2 separate regions of the Sus scrofa genome follow, and region 1 is linked to region 2. The links are chromatin contacts, called in public HiChIP or PLAC-seq maps. All regions are on one chromosome and are shown on one strand. Each heading gives the region's core, a stretch centred on a gene start, on an enhancer-like site or on the middle of the called end of the contact. The rest is flanking DNA. Distances are from core to core; before and after follow the strand shown. Region 1 holds the start of GOLM1 (Golgi membrane protein 1). Region 2 holds the start of ISCA1 (iron-sulfur cluster assembly 1 homolog, mitochondrial).

Region 1 (5,590 bases), core at 1,056-3,555, 51 kb before region 2:
GATGCAGGTTCCATCCCTGGCCTCACTCAATGAGTTAAGGATACGGTGTTGCTGTGAGCTGTGGTGCAGGTCGAAGACACAGCTCGGATCTGGCTTTGCTGTGCTGTGGTATAGGCCGGCGGATGTAGCTGCAATTAGACCCCTAGCCTGGGAACTTCCATATGCGGGGGGGGTGCGCCTCTAAAAAGACAAAAACAAACCAAAAAAAAATTGAGTTCTGACCTAGGAACAAAAAGTCTTAGCAAGTGACTCGTTTCTGTCTACAAATAAAAAGTATTCTTCCCAAAAGCATAAGCTTAATCTTCTATAACAAACATAGGAATTGGGATGCCCTAGGAGACCCACAAGGACGGACAAGAGTCCACTACTCCCGAGGTCCCATGCTACAAAAAATTGAAAAATATGACAACTACCTAAATTTGAGTCAATCTCATGGCCATGAGCCAGAGTCACTCTAGAACCTAAGTATTTCATCAGGCTCCTGGGCATCTTACTCTGTCCCCAGGAATGTCCCCCAACAAGTGCACAATTTAGGGCAACTGGGCCTTGGAGACCCTAAACCAGACAAAGAAAATCTCAAAACCGTGAAAGCCACACAAGTTTGGTTTGGCACAATTGGAAACGGGATCTCTGAAATTGATCAGAAGCATCATGACACACTAAATACGATCATACTTAAATTCCGCTAAAAAGAACATTCATCAAAATAGGTGTTTCGCCTATTTTGTTTCACACATACACAGAAAAATCATTACAAATACTAAATAGGGCGTGAGGTATACAGAGTATGTCAACCCAGAAAACTATTTTTCCAGCAGATCAAAAGTTCTGTGAATCCCCAACACCGCCAAAGGTACAGGTACGTACGGAAGAGAACCTAAAGCAAATCTGAGGCAGGCTTCAAAGGAGTTCGGCACCTCGAGGCCCCAGGACCGGGCGTCAGGCTCCCGGTCACCTGCCAGGGCGCGACCGCTGCCAACGTGGGCACCGCGGCGGCCCGAGCGCGCCCGGGGCGGAGGGGAAAGAGAAGAAGATGAGCGGCGGAGCCAGCCCGCCCTCCCCGCGCGTCAATCACGCCCGCACCGCTGGTCCTAGCGCGACTTTGGGGATGCACGCTTTCGACTTTGGATCCCGACGCGCGTGACACAGCTAAGAACAAAAAGCGAGGCCCCGCATCTCCCCAGACCGGCCTCCGCAGGGCAGCCCAGCGGGTCGGGGCGGTCCCGGGAAGGAAGCTCTGGAGCGGGGAGATGCAGAGCCCACCCCGAACCGATTTCAGTAAAAGGCTGCGGCCCAGGTGCCAGCCGGGGGGGTGTCTCCGGGGCCCGGCGCGGGGTCCTTCAGCGCGGGCCCGGAACCGAGGAGGGACAAGGAGAGAGAAGGCTGCCAGAGGGCACGCGGGGCACGCGCGCCGCCCACTCACCTCTGGCCGAAGCTCTGGCGGCCCCTTGGTGCTGCGGGACCCGGCTTCCAGGCCGCCCGAGCCGCCCTCCCGCCGCCGCCGCCGCCGGCCTCTCGCTTCCCGCCTGCTCCGAGCCCAGTGCCCCGCGCGGCGCCCAGCGCCGCCGCGTCTCCGGCCTCCGCAGCCGCGAGACCCCGCCCCCGGGCAGCGCCGCCGGCGCAGGGAGGGAGGCGGCGCCGCGAGCGCGAGGAGGAGGCGAGGCCGGGGCTGCGCCCGGACGCCGGCCCCACGGTGCGCGCACCCGGGCCCGCGGCCGCCCCTCGGCGGGAGCCGAACAATCCCGGCGCGCCCCCTCCCGCCGCCCCTTCCCAACCCCTTGCAGTGGCTCCCGGCGTGTCTTCGGGACGCGGTTCGAGAGCAGAGTTGCGCGGTGCCGATGCTTCCGAAGGACGGGCGTAGGGTGGGAAGCGGCGGCGGAGGGAAGGGACCCAGCGAGACCACCTACCCACCCCACCCCGCATCCTACCCCCGCGGCCCACCCCCGCCCCGAAGGAATTTTCCGGAACCCAGAGACGACCACACCCAGCGCCGCACTCCTGGCCGCGCTCACGTCTCCTTTTTCAGTGGTCCCGGGCCAAACCGCCCAGCGTAGAGGGACCGAGGAAAGACGGGTCTCTAGGGAATCTCCTCACCAGTGTGCCTTTCTCTTCCACCAGCCCTTCCCATGTAGCCCTGACCTCCCCACGGCTGTTACCTCTCAGCGCTAATTTGTCGGTTTGCGACCCTCCGAGCGCAAGCCCCAGATAAAACGAAGATTGCTGGGCGCTGCGCAAGCGGGAGTCTCTAGAACTCCCTGCAGACGGAGACTGGGAGTCTGATTTGTAAACACTGCCCTGCTGCCCCTTCGGCACACGGAAGTTTGAGAAGCGTTGTTGAGCCACACCTGCCTGAGAGGATGATGGCACGGACTAATGACCGATGGAATAACGATACTAGAAAATTCTAAAGCAGTGGTTCTTAACCCTCACAGCGCTAGTCAGACGTTAGAATTATCTGGGAGCTCTTAGAGTATTGCCAGGGTCCCACCTCTGGAGTTCTGAGCCTGAGCATTGGTATTTTTGTTTGAAGGTTTCCCTGATAGTTCTAACATATGGCCAGGATTGAAATCATTTCCCTAGAATCAGCTCTTTTTGAATCTACCTGGCTCTGGTGCCTGGGAAAAGAGCCCCTTGGCTCACCTGTCCCAAATCCCAATGCCGAAGAAAAAGGGACATGCTCCTGAGGGGATGCTCACAGCCAAAATTGTTTTCCACCCAAACAGGCTTATCTTGAAAATGGTGACCAAGATGCTTTAGTACCACCTGAGCATGGGTCTCCTTAACTTCAGGATGAGTATCTTTATGAGCCAAAATCTTTTACCTGAATAATGAGCTGGCAATAATGACCCCTTTGGAGTCATATTCTGTAGAGTCCAATATGATGTTTTCATTACCTGTTGTTAGACTGCCAGCTGGTCACACCAGGTGTTCAAAAGCTGAGAGTGTGTTGTTGCCCCTGAGACCTGGCTTTTCTGAGGGTTTGACTTGAAGCTCTTGGTGCTGATCTTCTGCTGACCTTCAGTGTCCAAAATCAGGGCTTTGGGACAAGAACAGTAATTTCCCTCATTGCCCCTTTTGGCTCTCCTAGTAATGTTGTGCCTTCTTAGATTGTGGACTGTAACTTCCATCTCATTTGCCTCTAAGTAGGTCTCCATTAGTGTTGCTCATTTATCAACAGCTAATTAGTGATGAAGTCAGTAATTCTTAAGCACTTTATGGGAGAGGTCCATATGTCTAGGTACTAGGGAAGCTGGCTACATTAACTACATCTTCACTGAAAGAGAATCAGCCCTTTTCAAGCTTTATAAGAATCTTCGTGACGAAATTGAGAATTTTTAAGACATTCTTTTGAAGTTCTTTGAAGAGACAATACTTATATATGCAATAGTGCATATGTAAAAGGATTTACATTCTTTATAAAGCTCTCTTCTATTTTCTCAAGTCTTCTCACCCAGAGGGTTTGATGTAATCAGTTGCTGACTTTAAAAATTCTGCTGGAGAGATGTTGATTAAACAATGTGCACGGGGCCAACGGGGGTTGGTGGCAGTGGCACCGGTTTTGTCTGTTCAGCATCCTTTCCCTTACTAGCTAATGGCACCTGATTTCCATACAGGCACTTATCTCCTGCTCTCCAAGGGATATAGCCTTGGTTGGGCTGTCAATCAAAGTGATGTCCTCTGCAGCTCAAGGGGTAGACCCTTTGCATTTGTTTTCTGTTTGCTGCCCTAACAAATTATCACACACCTAGAGTTAAAATGACACGGTTCTGTTAGTCAAAAATCTCACTGGGCTAAAACCAAGGTGTCAGCAGGGCTCCATTCCTTTCCAGAGGCTCTCAAGAAGATCCATTTTATTGCCTTTTCCAGTGTCTAGAGACTGCTTGCATTCTTCAGCTCATAACCGGCTTCTTTTATTTTCCAAACCAGCAAGCTTCAAAATCAGGAATACCTCTCTAATCCCACTTCCATAGTCACTTCTCTCAGATCCAGCTGAGAAAGTTTCTTCACTTTTTTTTTTAAGGGCCAGGCCCGCGGCATATGGAGGTTCCCAGGCTAGGGATCGAATGGGAGCTGTAGCCACTAGCCACAGCCACGGACACAGCCACGGACACAGCCTCAGCCCCAGCAATGCCAGATCTGAGCCACATCTGCGACCTACACCACAGCTCACAGCAACTTTGGATCCTTAAACCACTGAGCAAGGCCAGGGATCAAACCTGCCTCCTCATGGATTAGATTTGTTTCAGCTGAGCCATGACAGGAACTCCAAGTTGCTTCACTTTTGAGGACCTTTGTGATTCCATTGGTTCCACCCAAATGATCCAAGATAATCTCCTTAGCGCGGGTCCTTAATTTAATCACCTCTGCAAAGGCGCTTTTGCCATTCAAGGTAACTTTGACAGGTTTCAGGGATTAAGACAGGAACATCTTTTTTTTTTTTTTTTTTTTTTTTTTTTATAGTTTTTTTTGTTTTTTTTTTTTTTTTTTTTTTTTTTTGTTGTTTGTTGTTGTTGTTATTGCTATCTCGGGCGCTTCGGCATATGGAGTTCCAGGCTAGGGTTGAATCGGAGCTGTAGCTACCGCCTACGCCAGAGCCACAGCAACGTGGATCCGAGCCGAGTCTGCACCTACACCACAGCTCACGGCACGCCGGATGTTACCCACTGAGCAAGGCAGGACGAACCCCGACCTCATGGTTCCTAGTCGGATTCGTTAACCACTGCGCCACGACGGGAACTCCAAGACAGGAACATCTTGATGGGCTGTTATTTTGCCTACCACAGACCTTACCGTCATTACACTCTGTTTCTGGGATGAACAAAGCGAGGACACAATGCTTTAAAAAGACTGATATGTACTTATCTCTGTGGTGACAGACATCAATTTTGGCTTGTAGGTCTGTGGGGCTGGTTCCTGTGCTTCTCAAACCTGAGTCTTCAGTTTATCCCGCAATTCTGAGAATTTCACCATATCCTAGAACTTGCTAGAAATAAACATGAGACATAATAGAACAACAATGCAGAATCAATCTGAGTGTTTTGTTGCAAACAACAGAAACAGCATTTATAAATCTTAAGGAAAAAAGTATTTGATTGGGCACATGTCAGGGTCTCCGAGAGTCCATGGTGAGAATCAGAGAAATTATATGGATTGATTTTTAATCAGTTTGGAAAACCTAGATGCTGCAGAAGGCTAGGGAGCAGAAGTCACTGCAAAAGTGACATAGCAGATAGTGTAGTATATATGCCACGCTGCCGGGCGTCTTTAGGAAATAAAACCTTCAATTGATGCCATTTCTTCGCAACACTTGCTCGAGATACAAAGTGTCAGGAAGGAGCTTCCAGTTGGAGGAATTTGATCCAATGCCCAACTCCCAGGATAGCAGGAACAACTCTTTTTTGTAGCCAGATGCAGCCACTAATTCCTCAAAAGCAGATTGTGATGCCTATAAAAAGAGGGGATAGAATGGACAATGGCAGGCAAATAACTAGTATGTCCCCCGTAAACATCCTAAGAGAAATTCAAAGAGCTATGGAGGAGGCAGAAGCCATATCTATGGGGAAAATCTGGAAAGACTATGCAGAAAATG
Region 2 (5,671 bases), core at 1,711-4,210:
AGTGTAGTGTTAAATCTAGCTTCCTTAGTCCTATTTTACTCTGGCTCCTGTATGTTCAACTCCTTTTGTCAATTACTGGGTCTCCAGGGAAGAAGGGGAAGGGGGGGATGTCATCCTCCTAGGATGTTTGTTCTCTGTAGTGTCAAGGGTACTCGCTTTGATATGGTGGGTTGAAGTCTTAAAGCATTCTAGCAGGGGCCCACCTATGGTTGCATAAAAGTACCTGTGACCATTCTTTTAGGTCTTTCTCTTCAGCAAATCGTCAATCCTCTCCTGGATTAACATCATTTAACGCAGATAATTTTGGTGCTGACAATGTGGAATCATGCTTTTACTTCATCATTTCCTTTCCCTAGCCTCTTGCTGACCTCTGGTAGATGACCCAGTTACAGCCCTTCTCAAAGGTTGCAACAAGTCAGATTCCTTATTTAAAAATTTATATATTTGAACATTTGTCTCTTCTTACCCATTTTATTGAACTCTCTCTAGTTTCATTTGCTCTCATCTGTCTTCGCTCAATAGTCCTTTGATGCTTTCAATGCTTTTGCACTTAAGTGAACATGGGGGGCTTAAATGTTTGCAAAAACACTTGTGTTAAGACTAGGGAACATAGGCCAGGATTAAAATGACAGCAAGCCTGCTACCACAGACCTTTGGTAGAAAGCAAGAGGGCCATGCTTTGGCACCAGCTTCTAAGATCACAGGGAAAGGGGCTCATAAAGTCAGCTAGACAGTTATGTAGGATAAATTCAGACAATGGACTCCTGCACGTTAATCTAAGGCAATTATAAAAACTGATATGATAAAGCAGTGCTGGTAGCAGAACTGGCCTGGTAAACTGCAACAAATAACAAAGCATAAAGGAGCAAGTGAGAATGTGGGCTGGGTTGTTATTCCTAGTAACTTCTAGAGGCGTCAAAGGTGGGCCCCAGGAAGGTGGGAAATCTGGGCCTTAAATGTCTGATGACTAAGTAGGAATGGAGAGAAGGAACTCAAGAATTTTTTTTTTTTTTTTTTTTTTTGCCTTTTAGGGCCACATCCATGGCATGTGGAAGTTTCTAGTCCAGGGGTTGAATCAGAGCTGCAGCTGCCGGCCTAGCCACAGTCACAGTGACGCAGGATCCCAGCCGTGTCTGGAACCTACACCACAGCTCATGGCAACACTGGATCCTTAACCCATGGATCCGGGATGGAACCCGCGTTCTCATGGATAACCAGGTTTGTTACCGATGAGCCACAAGGGCAACTGTGGAACTCAGAAATTTTGAAGAAACAGGTAACACGCCAAATGGTGGAGAAAGAAAAGGCAAAAAAAGTGTCGCCACACTTTCTGACTCTTCCTGGCACTACCATTACTAGAACTGGTAGAATTCTTTTGATTCAGAAATCTTTTAACTGTGACTGAAAGGAGACACAAACTAGGAGTAGTGCCAACTAGTTCTTATTTCAAGACCTTGGAAAATTCTAAGATTTGATGATCTTTCATGACATGAAGCAGGCTTGGTGGTACAGAAAAAAGGAATGTAGAATATCATATACAAACAGTATAACTTCCTTATGGACCTAAAACAGTGAGCCACCATAAAAATAAATTCGCCCACCTGATCACGACTTTCTTCTGCTTTGCTACAACTAATTTTCTGGCAACAGACTTTCTTGTGGCATTAGATGAAACAGAATCTATGATTCAATATAATTTGTTTTCCGGTCTTTAGGAACTGGAGTGCTTACACAAAAGCTTCTCCTTAATCAGGAGTGGGGTGTGTGTGTGAAAAGAATGTTGAACTGATCATTAGCTTTCCTATGAAATAAATCTTTCAAAACGCAAATAGTGACTGGTTAATGGACACTGGGGTTTTCCTTCGGGTACAGATGTTTCGGAACTACGTAGAAGCGACGGGGGCAAAATACTGCGAATGTACTAAATGCCACCAAATCGAACGCTTTAAAATGGTACATTTTATGTGAATGTTCCCTTAGCTTAAAAAAAAAAAGAAAAAGAAAAAAACACGGCGCAGTACGCCGATGATCCAGCACGCGTAGTAAATTCTTTATCTGCAGCGCGTATGCTGGTGCCCTTTGAATGTTTGACCCTTCACCCAAAAAACACTATAAACTCACTCTGGGCGGAAATGTATCCTTCTTTGTCCCTTTTAAGACGTGACCACGGCCCAACACCGCTGGAAGCAGAGAGTGCGTTTCAAAAACTCTCTTCCACCGTAGACACCAGGAAGTAACCCTTTATGCACTGCAGTCTTGATTTCGCCAGAGCGTGGGCTTTGTCACCTCTGCGCTCTCACCGGCGCTCACGCACTCACACTTCGGCTAGCCAAGGTTCTCCCCAAGCGCCTCAAGGACAGCTACCCAGGTTCATTCATCCAGCTAACCCCGGCACCTGACACACAGATCTCTAAATAACCTACACCCTAGCCCCTACAAGACCTCCGCTGCCCCAGGCTCCAAGAACACCGCGGCTGACTGCTGGGCGCCTAGCTCGCGCCCCCTCCCCCCTCTACGCGGCGGCGCACGGCCTGCTGGGAAACGTAGTTCCCGGGCTCCCGGCTCCCGCGGAGCAGCCCCTCCCGCGCCTGTTTATCTCCCCAGCAGGGACGAGTTCCGAAGGGAGGGGGCGGCGAAGCGGCGGCTGCAGAGGGGGACCAGGGCAACGTCGGCCGGCCGTGCCCCGCCACCCCCCTCGCGGGGGCAGAGGGGAACCAAAGTCACGGGCCCGACCGCGCGTCCTGGCCACTCACCAGGGTGAGGGCGGCCCGGGTGGGCTGCAGCTTCCTCTTGCTCACAGCCCGGACAGTGGCCCGGACTAACGAAGCGGACATCTTCGCCGTCCCGGCGACCCGGTACCTGGGCCGGAGCTCGGCCACCTCAGCCTCTCTCCATGGACACGGCTGGCGCATTGACGCCACAGGCTCCGGCGCACGGTGGCCGAGGCCCCGCCCTGCGCGGGCCCGCCCTCGCCGTGGCCATTGGGCGGGCCGCGTGAGTGATGGCCGGAGGGCGGGGCCGGACGCCCGGGCAGTGGTCACGTGATGTGGGGGCGCAGGGGGCGAGGGAAAGGTCGTCCCTCTGCGCAAGGTCTCAGTGCGCTGTCTCCGTGCAGATTAGGGCATGTGGAGTTAGCTCCGACTTGTGGACTGTGAAAGCGCGTAGTTCCATTACCTGCCTGCGGAGCAAGGTGCGGCGCTGCCGCTTAAGAACGCAAATAAGTCCACCGGCTGGTGCTCTCAAGGACAGAGTGGTTCCGAGGCCCAGACGTAGTACACGTCTGTCTTCCTTTTTGGTCCAGCTAGGGAGTTATTAAGGGCGTAGAATTACCGCAGATTCTCGATAAACAACCTCTCCTTCTCCCCTCCCTCTTTCCACAGGCTGTTTGGGACGTTGAAAGACGGTACTAACGCAGTGTTCTCTTCGGGTGCTGAATTTGGAACACAGTCTTACTCTGAGATGTGACCGGGCAGCTCTGGTAATACTTTTATAGCAAGTACCAGTCAATAGCTAGATTGAATACATGTTGCTTGTTAGATCTTGGGTACTCAGGTGCTTCTGCCTTTTGATTCAGCAAATATTCCTGAGTCGCATGCACTGTGCAGCCTGCAGTATACCCGGGCATACACAGGAAGCCTGGTAAATAGAGGGTTTGGAGAATGAGATCCTGGTAGGATAGAAGTGCAGCAGGGGGGTAAGATGGGAGACCATGAGGAAAGGTGGCATTTCTCCTGGAAGCGCTAGAGGTAAGGGGGAAAGGGAGGAGGTTCTGTGGAGTGGTGCTGGGGAGGAATTCCAGTTCTGTTTTGATAAGGAAAGAACTAATCAGTGAAGTGTTTTTTTAATGCCCGGCCGGGGGCGGGCGGGGTGGGGCTAGGCCAATGACTATCCCCAACCTCCTACAAGAGGAGCTTAGTGTTTTAGGCCCCTTGGAGCCTACAGGATTGTAGTTAGATTTCGTTACATCACTTGTCTCTCTGCTGTTGAAATGCAATCACACTGACATTAAGAGAATGGTTATTTCCCCAGGCCCCACGGTGCACAGAGGAAACTGGGATTAGGCGACGGTAGTGTGGTATGTCTCTCGGCTTCATCTTTAACTAGCTGGTTGATCTGGTATAGGGCATTTTTCTCCTGCTCTTCCTCCTACAGATGTGGTGCAGATTAAACACCACTACTAATTATTAATGGATAATTTTTTTTTTGCTTTTTTTTTTAGGGCCTTACCTGTGGCATATGGAAGTTCCCAGGCTAGGGGTCAAATTAGACCTGCAGCTGCCAGCCTAGGCTGCAGCCACAGCAATGCTGGATCCCAGCCATGTCTGTGACCACAGCTCAAGGCAAGAATGGATCCTTAACCCACTGTGCCAGGCCAGGGGTAGAACCCGCATCTTCTTGCCACTGAGCACAACAGGAACTCCCGTTAATGGATATTTAGAGATGCCATAAAATTGTGTAAACACTCTGTATGGTACAATGTCATTATGCATTTGTCCAAATCAGTAGAATGTGCTATACCAGGAATGAATCTGAATGTAAACAGTGGACTTGGGTGATAATGATGTGTCCATGTAGAGATTCATAGATTGTAACACATGTCCCACTCTGGTGCCGGATGTGGACGGTGGTGGAGATTGGTGCACTGCAGGGCATAAGGAAACTCTACTTTCTGCCTAATTCTGCTGTGAACGTAAAACTGCCCTAAAAGAATTCATTAATAAAAATGTAAAAAAGATGCTATATATCATTTTTTATCAGTTACTGAAAAAAATGTTATGTAGTTGTGCAGCACTTTACTGGGTTTCAGAACCTTTGAGTACATTATCTCATGGGAGCCTCACAACTTTGAGCCACACAGAGCAGTAGCATTGGCATAACTATTTTATAAATGATGCTTAGGAGTTCCCTGGTGGCCTAGTGGTTAAGGATTTGGTGTTGTCACTGATGAGGTTCAAGTTCAATCCCTGGACTGCTGTGGGCATGGCCAAAAAAATCCCATCCCCACTTCATAAATGATGCTTAAACTCAAGCCTTTCAGTATAGTGCTGAATTGGACAGTTTTAAAAATCTACTACTGGAGTTCCCGTCATGGTGCATTGGTTAACAAATCCGATTAGGAACCATGAGGTTGTGGGTTCGGTCCCTGCCCTTGCTCAGTGGGTTAACTATCCGGCATTGCCGTGAGCTGTGGTGTAGGTTGCAGACGCGGCTTGGATTCCACGTTGCTGTGGCTCTGGCGTAGGCCGGAGGCTACAGCTCTGATTGGACCCCTAGCCTGGGAACCTCCATGTGCCTCGGGAGCGGCCCTAGAAATGGCAAAAAAAAAGACAAAAAAAAAAAAAAAAATCTACTACTAAATGTTTGAATTGAGGATCCTGTGCATGTTTAAATAGCTTTTTTTCCTCTACTTTAATACTCAATACTCAGTTTTTAACTTATTAGCTGTTTTTGCATGTACGTGCTAAATCACATAATGTTTGTCAGTGGATTAGGCATGTCTAATGTTATTTGAAACTGGTGCAGGTCCCTGAAAAAAACTGGCATGTTAGAAGAAGAAAGTGTCTTCATGATATATTAAAAAAAAGTGTTCCTTTATCTCAGAGCTGCAGCTGTTCAGTGGTGTGGAAATTAAGTAGGTGTGGGAACTGCTGAAGGAGTTTGTAAGCTGTAA

What was found. HiChIP or PLAC-seq counts read pairs in DNA pulled down with a chosen protein or histone mark.
Region 1: an H3K27ac HiChIP or PLAC-seq map of alveolar macrophages shows a contact between it and region 2. The contact joins the promoter of GOLM1 here to the promoter of ISCA1 in region 2. A contact is called at or near these places in 2 of 47 Hi-C or Micro-C datasets (brain and embryonic fibroblasts) and 2 of 2 datasets of contacts at active chromatin or transcription factors (alveolar macrophages and skeletal muscle).

The regions. Positions count from the first base shown.
Region 1 is chr10:29,114,293-29,119,882 of Sscrofa11.1, reverse strand. GOLM1 (Golgi membrane protein 1) reads right to left here and starts at 2,305. Exons shown (of 10, transcript XM_021064635.1): 1 at 2,157-2,305.
Region 2 is chr10:29,063,424-29,069,094 of Sscrofa11.1, reverse strand. ISCA1 (iron-sulfur cluster assembly 1 homolog, mitochondrial) reads right to left here and starts at 2,960. Exons shown (of 4, transcript XM_003357702.4): 1 at 2,754-2,960. The coding sequence starts at 2,912. It overlaps LOC102160368 (a long non-coding RNA gene), which reads left to right and starts at 2,984. Exons shown (of 2, transcript XR_001304283.2): 1 at 2,984-3,190; 2 at 3,381-5,671.